2 separate regions of the Mus musculus genome follow, and region 1 is linked to region 2. Evidence: chromatin contacts called from public HiChIP or PLAC-seq data. All regions are on one chromosome and are shown on one strand. The core of a region is the stretch at or near the end of the contact, and the rest is flanking DNA. Distances in the headings are between cores, read along the strand shown. Region 1 overlaps Pld1 (phospholipase D1). Region 2 overlaps Fndc3b (fibronectin type III domain containing 3B).

Region 1 (6,415 bases), core at 1,002-3,501, 340 kb before region 2:
AGACATCCCTATGACAGACACCCTCTGGACCCCACACATGCCACACAGACAGCTGCACTGAATACACACAAATACTACTCCTAATAATAATAATAAATCCCTATTAAAGAAAAAGGTACCCAGGCATGATGGCATATGCCTCTAATCCTAGCGGTTGTGAGGCCAACGAAGGTAGATCTCTGTGAGTTAGAGGCTAGCCAGCTCTACACAGAAGTCTCAGGATAGATGAGGTTACCCAGAGAGATCCTATCGCAGAGAAATAAAAATAAAGAGGAAGGAAGAAAAACTTTAGATTAAAAATTTGAGATTACTGAAATCATACCTATGGCTGAGAATGGGCACTCAGCTGGTAGAGAGCTTGTTTAATCCTTACAAAGCCCTGTGTTCAGACCCAGCACTGTATAATTTACGTGTGGTAGCACAAATCCGAACTTGTAGCATTTAGGACATAGAGGTAAGGGGATCACAAGTTCAAGACCATTGAAGGCTACATATTGAGTTTGAAGCCAATCTGAGATACATGAGACCTGGTTACACACACACACACACACACACACACCACATACATGTGAGCAGAGACGGGTAAGGGCGGGGGCGCGATACACAAGCAAAACTAGTCCCTACTCTACATGAGCTATACTGCTATAAATCAATCAACCTTCTAAATGTTTTTTGCCAACTTCTATGTTTTTGCTAAATTGAGCATAATTTGTTCATGTTCCATTTTTTAAATGAGTATTTACATTTTTAAGTAAACTTCAGGATGCATAGCTTCAGAAAGCCCTGAGGATTGACAGAATAACCCAAGCTTTGTTCATCAACAGGAAGTCATGCTGGGCAGGAATGAAGAGGGCCGAAAGCTAAACAATAACAAGTTCCCTAGCTGAGTGGTTTGATAATTTTAGACTTGGAAAGTCTAGAAAATCCCCCAAACTAGCTTTAAGACAGTGTGCAATTTGCTAAGCTTTCTATCCATCCACACAAACTGGCCACCTCCAGGCTTTCGTAGGGAGTGTTGGGGAGGGTGGTGTGAGGTACGGATGCATGCACACATGTAAGTGCAAGCTTATGGAGACCAGAGGTTGAAGTCAGGGGTCCCCCTCCATCGCTCTCCATTTTATTTTGGATACAGGATCTTTCTCAACTGATTCAGCTATGCTGGCTGGCCAGCAAGCCCAAGGGATCCTCTTGTGTCTACTAGCCCAGTGCTGGGATCACAGGTGAGTATGGTTGTGGCTAGCTTTTTTTATTATTTCTTTCTCCTCTACATGACTGCTAAGATCCTCGTATTCGTGAACAGCTAGTTCACTAACTGAGCCATCTCCCCAGCCCATCACGGGTATTACTGACTAGCCACAGACAACCTCTCTACTTTGGTTGGAAAGCAGAGCACAAGCTCACACATGTCTAGGTGGAGGAAGGACAGGAAGGGCACACCTTCCTGAATGACAGGGGTTAACTAACAGGCACACCTTTGATGGGAATATCAGCACAGATGTCAGCACTAATATGATTTTTTTGTCACTAGTATAATGAACACCAGGGACATTTCCTAAGAAAGCAATCATACCTGTCTTCTCCAGCACTGAACTTCCTCTAAGACACAATCCTGTGGCTGATTTGGCCTTACTGGACTCTCTAGGGTAGTTGCTAGCTGTAAAACACGTATAATTAACACAGCCAAGCTTTTAGGGGTAGCTAAGAGGATGGAATAAAAGACTCAGAAGAGTAGCCATACCAGGAAATCTGTTGAGTGGCAGTTATTACTGCTATGACCAGTACATCACTGCTCCTATTGTGACCACTCCCTGTACCACTCCAGGACACATCAGCTCAAACTTCCTTTGGGTTCTTCAGAACCAGTAAAGGTGTGTGATTTGATAAACTGTGGGAGAATACTCTCTCAGTTTCTGCAATCCTGGGAAGATAGAAGATAGTTCTTATTGTCATTCTGAAAACAGTGAATTCCCAGGATGGATGGGATTATCCTGTCCCTTGCTGTTTGATGTATGAACACAAGACCTATGCATGCCAGTGTCTTGAGTAAGCAAGGCTAAGGTAAAAAAAAAAAAAACCCATGAGGTTAAGGATGGTAAAGGCAGAGAATGCAGAACTTACTAATGTCCCCTAAATAAAGTCTGTCAGGATCCCACACTGTGGCTCAAGAGCCTCCCAGACTTTGTACAGCAAAGACTATGGGGAGGAGAGCGATCTGAGGTATGAATGGAATTCACTGATTAACTGGAGATGTGCGGGCAGACATGCACCTCTAACAGCACAGCTGCTCTTGGCTGTTCATGTCCTCCCCCTCAGTCTTGTGTTCTGGGACGATTTGGTTCTAGATGTGTGCCATGGCCAGGTGTTCCATTTGCCCAAGGGCTGTCCCTAACTTTGTCTCAGATTCACTCTAAGAGAAAAACTGGCATGGCATGCTGCCGGGTCCTCAGATGGGGCATAAACTGCCTGATGGGCATGGGGTATCTCCAGTGCCTTGAATGAAAAGCCAATGTGGGATAAAAAGTTAACCAGCTCAGAGCTCAGTTTGAGATATGGTGGCATAGAGCCAGCCAAGTGCTGCTAGCTGCTTAATGTGAGCCAAAGGAGTCGTAATGCAGGGTGTGCTCGACCAGTCTGTCAGGACAATGAGAACTGCCTGACTGTCGTAAGGTGGAAGTCTAGTTGGCTCACGTAGTCTAGCCCTGGGTTTTAGAAATCAAGCACCCTTCTTCATAGCCTCCATAGGCCTTATGATTAGAGAAAATATATTTCTTGTGTGTATGTGCTCTTGGAAAGCCCCTAGATCTCTGACTTGGAGATGGTTTCCCAGTTATAGCACTCTTTGTCAGTTTGTTTATTTCTATTTCAACCAGAGATATGTTGTCACTGTGTGTCATTGCCAGGTGGAAAAATAAAAATCTCCAGGCACATTCGAACAAGATGATTTGGCCAGGACACATAAACTGTGTGACTTCATACAGATTTTATCCATATTTCACTCAGCACAGATAAGCAATCAGTGAGTAAAATAGCTTTTATATTTTTCTTTAAAACCACCAGCTATCAATGATCCCCTTTAAGATTTAAATTAATATGGGCACACCGGGGAAAAATTCCTGAACAGAACAGCAATGGCTTGTGCTTTAAGATCAAGAATAGACAAATGGGACCTCATAAAATTGCAAAGAATAGACAAATGGGACCTCATTTAAAAAATTCTGTAAGGCAAAAGACACTGTCAATAAAACAAAAAGGCCACCAACAGATTGGGAAAGGATTTTTACCAATCCTAAATCTGATAGGGGACTAATATCCAATATATACAAAGATCTCAAGAAGCTGAACTCCAGAAATTCAAATAACTCCATTACAAAAATGGGGTACAGAGCTAAACAAAGAATGCTTAACTGAGGAATACTGAAGGGCTGAGAAGCACCTGAAAAAATGTTCAACATCCTTAATCATCAGGGAAATGCAAATCAAAACAACCCTGAGATTCCACCTCACACTAGTCAGAATGGCTAAGATCAAAAATTCAGGTGACAGCAGATGCTGGCGAGGATGTGGAGAAAGAGGAACACTCCTCCATTGCTGGTGGGATTGCAAGCTTGTACAACCACTCTGGAAATCAGTCTGGCGGTTCCTCAGAAAATTAGACATAGTACTACCGGAGGATCCAGCAATACCTCTCCTGGGCATAGACCCAGAAAATGTTCCAACTTGTAATAAGGACACATGCTCCACTATGTTCATAGCAGCTTTATTTATAATAGCCAGAAGCTGGAAAGAACCCAGATGTCCCTCAACAGAGGAATGGATACAGAAAATGTGGTACATTTACACAATGGAGTACTACTCAGCTATTAAAAACAACGAATTTATGAAATTCTTCATACAAATGGATATATCTGGAAGATATCATCCTTACTGAGGTAACCCAATCACAAAAGCAGTCACTTGATATGCACCCACTGATAAGTGGATATTAGAAGAAACTTAGAATACCCACGATACAATTTGCAAAACACAAGAAAATCAAGAAGAAGGAAGACCAACGTGTTGATACTTCATTCCTCCTTAGAATAGGGAAATACCTATGGAAGAAATTATAGAGACAAAGTTTGGAGCTAAGACGAAAGGATGGACCATCCAGACACTACTCCACCTGGGGATCCTTCCCATAATCAGCCACCAAACCCAGACACTATTGTACATGCCAGCAAGATTTTGCTGAAAGGACCCTGATATAGCTCTCTCTTGTGAGGCCAGGCCTGTGCCTGGCAAATACAGAAGTGGATGCTCACAGTCATCTATTGGATGGAACACAGGAGCTAGAGAAAGTATCCAAGGAGCTGAAGATGTCTGTAACCCTATAGGTGGAACAACAATACGAACTAACCAGTACCCCCAGAGCTCACATCTCTAGCTGCATATGTAGCTGAAGATGGCCTAGTCGGCCATTATTGGGAAGAAAGGCCTCTTGGTCTTGCAAACTTTATATGCCCCAGTACAGGTGAAGACCAGGGCCAAGAAGTGGGAGTGGGTGGGTAGGGGAGTAGGGCGTGGGGAGGGTATAAGGGACTTTCGGGATAGCATTTGAAATGTAAATGAAGAAAATATCTAATAAAAATTTGAAAAAAAAAAGATTTAAATTAATAGCATTTGGGTGAACATGGTGCCACAGACCTTCACTCCTAGCACTCAGGAGGCAGAGGCAGGAGGACCTGAATTTAAAGTCACCTTGGTCTACATAGTGAATTCCAGGATAGCCAGGACTACACAGAGAGACCCTCTCTTGAGCCTCCCCAAAGCATTTAATAATTAATAATTAGACAACAGCACAGCCGTCTGCAGTGGGAGTGTACACATGGTATACACTTAAAGTACAGTAAAGCTGGATCAATCTTTGTCTCTTTTTGAGAAGGCAAAGCTGCCTGGCAGATTTGAGGTTAAAGGGCATATCTGGGGAGGTGGGGGCAGTAATGTAACTGTACTACCAATCTTAGGGGTGTAAAGTCCATGGTCATAATCTGTAATGGCTTACAGCCTTTACTTTATAGCTTCAGATTCAGCGGAGACAGGAAATAACAAGGTCCTTAAAATTTAGTACCTTAAAGACTATGTGCTTGCACACACGCACACGCGCACACACACACATGCACACAAACACATGAACACACGAATACTTCTGTCTCCATTTTTCCTCCATCTTTAAAAATACTTAAATGAAAAAGATGATAAAACAGACGCTGATGCACTGACTGTCCCATTGGGTCAAAAAGAGAAGAGACTAGCCATTAGTAGACACACAATAGCATATATTAGCATATTTTAAAATATTCGTTTATCCATTTGAACTGATGTACCTTACCTATACAAGGCAAAGAGAAGCCAGTTCCCAAGAAGTACACACTTTGAAACAGTGTCAAACGGAGCCTGTCTTGTAGAGTGGTCTCCTGCCAGATGCCTCCGGGGCAAATGAACTGAGCTCTTTAACTCCGGGAAATTGAGGGAGCTATTCTCTTAATTTTATTGACTTCATTTCTTTATTATTATTATTAACACTACTTTCATGTCTTGCACATCACACTCCAATTTTACGGGCATATGTACTTTAGGGTGACCTCTTATTCTAGGGAGCTACTTGAATAAAAACAGCAACAAGCCCAGGAGGACCCAGGTCCCCTCTGAGCCCACCTGGACACTCCACCCGTATCAGTCATTCTGTAGGTATTTCACAGGACAGTCTATAAAGTAAAAATGACATGACATCTGATCAGCTAGAACTCCGAGGAGCAGGCCCCAGGGAAAACCATATCCAACAAGTGGAGTGTGAGGTGGGGCTTGCTAGAATACAACACGCCTCTTAGCTCAAAAACTAAAATAACATCACCATGCATAAAACCAGAGTTCTGCCTAGCCATACTGGGAGGACACAGAGAAAGTCATTACCAAAAAAAAAAAAAAAAAAAAGGAAGCAAAAAATGCTTACAAACAATTACAACCCTTTAAACCACGACTCCAACACGAATACGCTCTTTCCTCTTGGCTCCATTTAGATTGACAGAAAAAATATCGTAGTCAGAAAAATGTAGCCACCCCCTCCCTCCCCAGCCCCGCAGGATCAACAGAATCAAAAGTATTCTTTTCTAACGCAGCAATAGCACAAGCCTTCTCCTAGCTGACACTCCAACTCCCTGATGGCACAGAAAGAAAATCTGACACAAAACAGAAAGTTCAAAGCGTTACTAACCTGGGGCCCCTGGCAAAAAGCGGTGCTCCATTTTACTCTAAAGAATGAATTCTTCCTATGAAGCTAATGTCCAAAGCAGTTGAAAGTCGAGGGGGGGGGGAGTTGGCTACCCTACAAATCCACATAAACAGGGGAAGCCGTCCTGTTCCCAAGCTCAGCTTTGGC
Region 2 (6,389 bases), core at 2,016-4,515:
TGACGATACGCAAAGTGGGATGCAGTGGGCAAGCGGGATGTGATGGGTAGGCCTGCACCCAGGCCAGCCAGTCAAGGCCAGTCAGCCCTTGAGAAAATAATTTCATGGCTTGGGGCTTTAATTTTCTAAATTAAATTTCATTAAAAAAAATCTATGTGTTTGTGTGCCCATGTGTGTGCAAGCCAGAGATGGCCTTCAGTGTTGCTCCTCAGAGGCTGGTCACTCTCTCTGTCTCAGTGGCTTACTCACTGATGAGGGTCCGTTCTGGGGATCAAGCCTTGGTCTTCGAGTGTGTGTGTGTGTGTGTGTGTGTGTGTGTGTGTGTGCATTTTTATTAAGCAAAATGGTGCCTTGAGAGATTCATCTAGAAAAAGGGAATGGGACCTTTGGCAGTTTTGCTTTCACCTTGGGAGGGATTCCAGAGAACTGCAGTGAACAACACTAGCTTTGTTGGCTTAAATGTGTAGGCAGCCAGGGCCTTTGAACATGGCATTTGGAGTGGCTCACCATTCTGGCGACCTTGGAAAGTTCTCTGGAACTGCAGAGGTGCTCTGTGCCGAGGCCTGCTTCCTGTGTGGAGGTCCTATTGTGGAGGTTCTTTGAATGGGAGATCTGTGAACAAGGTTCCCACAGCTCACACTCTGGCCTCTGGGTAATGTAGATATGCACTCCACTGCGGGTCAGGCAGCAGTGCCTGGCGAGAAGCCCCTTGCAAAGACAGAGATTTTGGAGTTCCACTTATTTATAGTGGCCAGTGGAAAACTAATATGCCTGTTAAATCTATTTTTAAAAATGAAAGGGACGTCTCTGGTCCACAGTGCATCTGCTGAATGCGCGTCTGTTTGCTGTGGTGTATTTTTGCTAGTTCCCTGCTTTAGGAAGTGAATTTCAATGTCTTCTTCATCATTCTCTCTGAGCTTGAGACTTGAGGTTCTTGTCTGAAGAGTTCTCCTTCAGCCTCAGGAAAACAACGGGTTTTTTTGTTATTTGAATATATGTATGTGTGTGTGTGTATATATATATGCCTAGAGAATACTTAATGAAATTGTTGCAACATTTCAGACGGGCTTAAGTGAGCATCTGGCAAGGGTGGAGCAGGAAGCATTCTCACCTAGGCACGAGCACACGGGATTGGTTGTCTGGACACTGGTGATGTTGATCTTTGCTTTTAATGGAGAGCGTGAGTCTGCTTATCGGGGCATAGGGAGGCAGAGTTTGCATTGCTCGTGGGCCGACTGTGTTTGAGCACTCCACAGACACTCCATTTTGACCAGGCGTGGCTCTCTGCAGTAGCTTCTGTCTGTTGCAAAGAGAACCTTTAGTGACGATGGATGAGCGATACACTTACCAGGCGGGACTCAAGTTGGGCCCCACTGAAAAATATTTTCTGTGGTACTGGAGAGATGACTCAGTGGTCAAGAGTACGCAGTGCTCTTGAAGAGGACCCAAGTTCAAGTCCCAGCACAGGTGGAGAGTGGCTTACAACCTCCTATTCCAGAAGACCCAAAATCCATGGGCACCAGCACTCATGTGCACATACCAGCACACATATATGCCCACCTCCACATGATTACAAATAATAAATATTATTTTAAAACGAAGCTTAAGGCTGGGGCAGGTTCTGAAGATATTCACCTTTTCAACACTAGTCAGATTTCAAAGATAGGAAAGAAGCCACAGCTGGGAAGCCAAATTTAGACAATGGGGCTTATAGATGAAAGGCCTTAGACAGAGTGGAGGTCTGCAGACATGTGCAGAGTTTTGCCAGAAGTGTCTAGTGTGGATTTGTGCCTAGCTAATCCCATATAGTGTTTCACCGTAATGCCGTTTACCCTCGTGCCTTTATTTTAGACTCCCGCAGCAGGGCCTGGCACACAGCAGTATTTGTTAGGCAGTGTCTGATTATCTTTGGCCAGGTTCACTGGCATTTGAGTGCCTTTTTGACCAAGTGCTTTTGGAACATGGTTACTATGTTACTTTGTTTCTTTCAGAAAGAAGTGTTCAAGGTTTTTCTAGGTATTAGATAAAAAGCCTTAAAAACGGCAGTCTCAAAAACTGCTGCAGCACAGCTCACTCTGAGAAACTCCCCAGCAGTCTGTGACTTGCCTAGCTGCCCTCTCCTGTAGTCATTTTGCTTCTGTGTTTAATGATGACACACCTCCTGTCACCAGGGGGCCACTTTAGCTCTTTATATTTTATTTCTGCCTTTTTTTCCTGCTCTTAAGTTTTTTTAAATGCCTTGTTACACTTTCTTGTGTGTGTGTGTGTGTTACAGAATGTGTGATTGTATGTGTATGAGTGTGTGTATGTATGTTACAGTGTGTGTGGTTGTGTGTGTATGAGTATGAATATGTTACAAAGGTTAGGTTTGGCCCTCTCCTTCCCCCATGTTGGTTGCAGGGATTGGCTTGAAGTAAAAGCAGGTACCTTTACCATGGAGTTCCCTCTCCATCCTGTGTGCTAAGTCTTTGCCATCTGGGCTAAGAGATTGGATGATGGAGTAACTTAACATTCCTCAAGGTATCTATCTTAAAACGTTCTGAGGTCTCTGTCTTGGTAAGGTTTCACTGAAGCCTGAAAGCTCTTTGCCATTGTAGAAGGGATTGGGTACGCCTGGGAGACAAGGTGTGGCACTCTTAGGGTCCCTGTAGAATTTACCTCTTCTGGGTTTGGTCTTTGTGGTCATTTCATCTAGCCATCAAACCCTCTGGCCTGGCCATTTTGCGTCTGTCCACTCATCCAGGTTTGTTCTGTGCTGAGAGTCCCTGATCTCTGAGAGCTCACTAGGAGCCCTGGCTCATTGCCGGTGTCTGCACTTCCTACTTCTCCTGGGCAGAGACTTAGATGTCATGGAAGTTGTGCTGACCATTCACAGGAATGTCGTGAGGCCTGATAGAATTAGTGTGAATGATGCTCAGAACTCCTGCAGACCCTTCCAGAAAGCAACTTGTTGATTATGCTTAAAAGCCTTCTCCCTCCCCCGCTAAAGGGTGCTATACTTAGTTGTTAGTACCCAGGCAGGTGTTGAGATAGTTTACATGTGAGCTTCATTCATACTAGATCTCTAAGTAGAGATATAAAAATGCAGGTTGGTTGTATGACATGATCTAGAAGTCATGTGCTGAAGAACCAATTACTTATTCTGTAGGCAGAGAGATTGAGAGTCAGGGAGCCTGTGCAGAAGTATTCAGACACCTGAAATACAGCAGGGTCTGCCTAAGTGCTTCCAGGGTGCCAGGCATGCTGTGCCTGCAGGCTGCCTGGGCGTGCGCTGGGCCTGGAAGGGATCACAGGGTCTCTGACTCCTACTCGACCACCATAGCAGGCGTTCACGGTGGCCCAGACTGATTCTGACTTTCCTTATATTGTCCCTTGAGAAAGAGTAGAAGGAAATATACACGAAATTCCACATCTCACTTATAGAAAATACATGTTTGCAGTTACAGTCATCCTTAGCAAAAATATGCTGCTAAGCTGACTCGGCTGCAAGTGAGCAGGGCTCATCGTTCTGGAATGTTTTCTTGTGATGCTAGGCTGCCATCCTTGGGATGTCCAGGCGGGGTGTCAGAGGTACTGTGGTATGAAGGGCCCTGGAATCTAAGTGTTCCAGTAAAAGTGTCTGGTTCTGTCAGCAGCCTTACTTAAATACCATTCAAAAACAATGAACTAAACAAACCAACCCTTGGTAAACGTTTTCCGTAGATAAGCCCCTTTCCTCTCTCGGTTAATATTTGCAGAGCTGAGATATGGATTTGGGGTCTAGAGATTGTGTATATACGGTGATGTAACTTTTTTCCTTTTTTTTTTTTTTTTCCTCTAAAAGTTTGGTCTGTGGGGCGTGCTATGAAAGAAACCTCTGTATATTCATAGAGAACTTATATTTGGACTTTTTTCCTCTCCTGAAAATAGTACTTTCCCTAAGTAACTCTGGGTGTTCTGCCATGACTGTACTGTGAATGACTTCACGAAAGCCACTTAAAAGTATATTCAAAGCCAAGTTACAAGGAGAAAAGTGTCTGTGACCACTGTCCTGGCCTGTCAGGTGTCCAGGTGTGGAGCTAGGCCATGAGCACTCGAGGTTCTGTCCCCAGCCCACACCTATGGATCTGTGGAGTGTCGATGACAGGCCTGCACAGCCAATGAGTTAGTTTCCTTCCCTTTCTCTCGAGAGCAGGATGGGAGTTCTCGGGGGGCTTGCCATTCATTTTGTTCTGCTATAGTTTTATTTTTAATGGAAAGAACTCTATTTCACAGGATTTCTGTCAGAGCTTCCATGCTTCTAATTGGATGCAAAAAGCCAGAATATTTTTAAGCTTAAGATTTTTTTTTCCAGACGGCTGTGATTTGACTTCACTAATGAATACATATCAGACAAGAAGGCAAATTCCAGACTATTCGTGCCTCAACCAACCAGCTGGGCACATACCTCTCGGTACTGCTCATGTCTCAAGAGGGTTTTCTGCATGAGCAATTATCACCTCCCTTTCCTTCATTCAGGTGGCAAGCCATGGCAAGTGTCTTTCCTGCACAGGGTAGAACTCAGCTGTAAAATTAGATTTCATTGGCATAAAAACACAGCAGCCGCCAGCACAACCGTGTGTTTTGGTTCTCATCCTTCGACTGAAGTTCTTCCTCCCTTTAATAAGGAGGCCGAAGCCACTCCCGAACCAGTAAGACAGTTCAGGCGTCACAGGCTCCCGTTTGATTCTAGCTTTAGTTTAATCTGTAGTGAGTAAGCAGGGCAGGGAATTGGTGCTAAAAACATAATCTCTTAAGAGCAGAAAGGAGTGTGAGGGCTCTTCTCTAATTCTGCTACTTTATAAAACACAGAATTAATTGTTCAACTTTAGAGTCAATTCCTGATAAACTCCAGATTAAAACTTTCATTTTCTAGTAGTGAGTGTTGTGACAGCCTCCCCATCTGGTCCCTTCCCCCTCCATTCTCCCTCCTCCTTTCTACCCTCCCCCCCCCCCCCCCAAGCTGGCCCTTTTGAGCTGTTTTCACAGTGGAGCGCGGCAAAAACTCAGTTAACCATTACTCTTCCTCCTCTGTTCCTTCACATCCTTTCCCTCTAACTATTTAATTTGGTTTCTAAAACAGCCAAGGGGAGGATTTACCTGTGCCAGGTACCCTTCCTCGTGTCCATAGAAAGTGTGCAGGAACGATTTAGTGTAAGGAAATCCGCCTAACCACCCCTGGGCTTTTGTGTCTAATGTCTGTGACCCTGCATCAGGCTCACGGTGGCCACTGTGATGATACAGTGCAGTGCTCCTGGGAAAGGATGCAGGAAGTGGGCAAGACAACAGTGTGTGTGTGTGTGTGTGTGTGTGTGTGTGTGCATGTGTGCGTGTGCGCGAGTGCACATGAGCAGATCTTAGGATTTTAAATGGAGACTTTGATGTGTTTCCGTGTTGTTTTAGTACCTTCCCTCTATGAATTCTGTTGTTATTTCCATAGTTGTTTTATTAAAAGCCCTGGTTAGGGGACTGGAGAGATGGCTCAGAGATTAAGAGTACCTGTGCTTGCAGAAGATCCCATTTTGATTCCTAGCAACCACATGTTGGCTCATAACCATCCAAAACCCAGTTGCAGGGGACCTGATGTCGTCTTCTGACCTCCTCGAGCACTAAGCATACATGTGGTACACAGTTGTACATTCAAGCAAAACACTCATATATAAAACTAAATCCAATAAACAAACAAACAAACAAACAAACCCAGGTTAGCTTTGCTGCAAAGGCCGGATAGCAATGTTGGCAGCTTCTGAGTTTCTAGGTTCCGAATCGGGAGTCACAGGAAATTATTTTTCAAAACCAGTATTTGAGCCTGGTGGTGGCTCATGCCTTTAACCTCAGCACCCAGGAGGCAGAAGCAGGCACATCTCTGTGACTTTGAAGCCAGCTTGGTCTACAGAGTGCGTTCCAGGACAGCTAGAGCTACACAGAGAAACCCTGTCTCAAAAAACCAAAAACCAGAAACGAAACAAACAGAAAACCAGGATGAGGTAGAAAAGGGAAGATGGAAATGGAGTGTCAGATGGTGTTTGACAGAGCATCTATGGCGGACTGCTTACAGCCGCTGTCTTGCTGGTTTGCAGGCTCGCTTCTTTCTGAGGCTTGCTCATAAAGAGAAGGAAGGAAGTGCGCTCTTAGGAAACTGTCAATCCTTGTGACTGACAGCAGTATAAGTAGTGATCACCTCGAGCGGGAGGCTCTCGTGTGCATCCTTTTCTTTACTCGCCGCCATATAACTCTATGTCAGATTTTGATTTCTTTTTTCATTTTTACTACAAATACAACGTAAACACACAAATCAGCTGCACAAACGCCTGTCATAACTTAAGCTTTATCAGGTTTTGTTTCTCTCTTAGAAGTGATTTAGAAGCCAG

What was found. HiChIP or PLAC-seq counts read pairs in DNA pulled down with a chosen protein or histone mark.
Region 1: an H3K27ac HiChIP or PLAC-seq map of extraembryonic endoderm stem cells shows a contact between it and region 2. The contact joins two enhancer-like sites. A contact is called at or near these places in 1 of 484 Hi-C or Micro-C datasets (nephron progenitors) and 5 of 115 datasets of contacts at active chromatin or transcription factors (bone marrow-derived macrophages, extraembryonic endoderm stem cells, fibro-adipogenic progenitors and 2 more).

What each region holds. Positions count from the first base shown.
Region 1 is chr3:27,984,172-27,990,586 of GRCm38.p6, reverse strand. All of the region lies in intron 2 of Pld1 (phospholipase D1), which reads right to left. Among named protein-coding and RNA genes, the nearest start is that of Pld1, 49 kb to the right of the region's middle. Within about 2 kb of position 2,251, at least 42 of the 459 cell types and tissues checked have an H3K27ac peak or open chromatin away from gene starts, as enhancers often do. A contact at or near this core is called in extraembryonic endoderm stem cells, where this site is marked.
Region 2 is chr3:27,649,992-27,656,380 of GRCm38.p6, reverse strand. The region is part of intron 1 of Fndc3b (fibronectin type III domain containing 3B); the gene reads left to right. Among named protein-coding and RNA genes, the nearest start is that of Fndc3b, 57 kb to the left of the region's middle. Within about 2 kb of position 3,265, at least 54 of the 459 cell types and tissues checked have an H3K27ac peak or open chromatin away from gene starts, as enhancers often do. A contact at or near this core is called in extraembryonic endoderm stem cells, where this site is marked.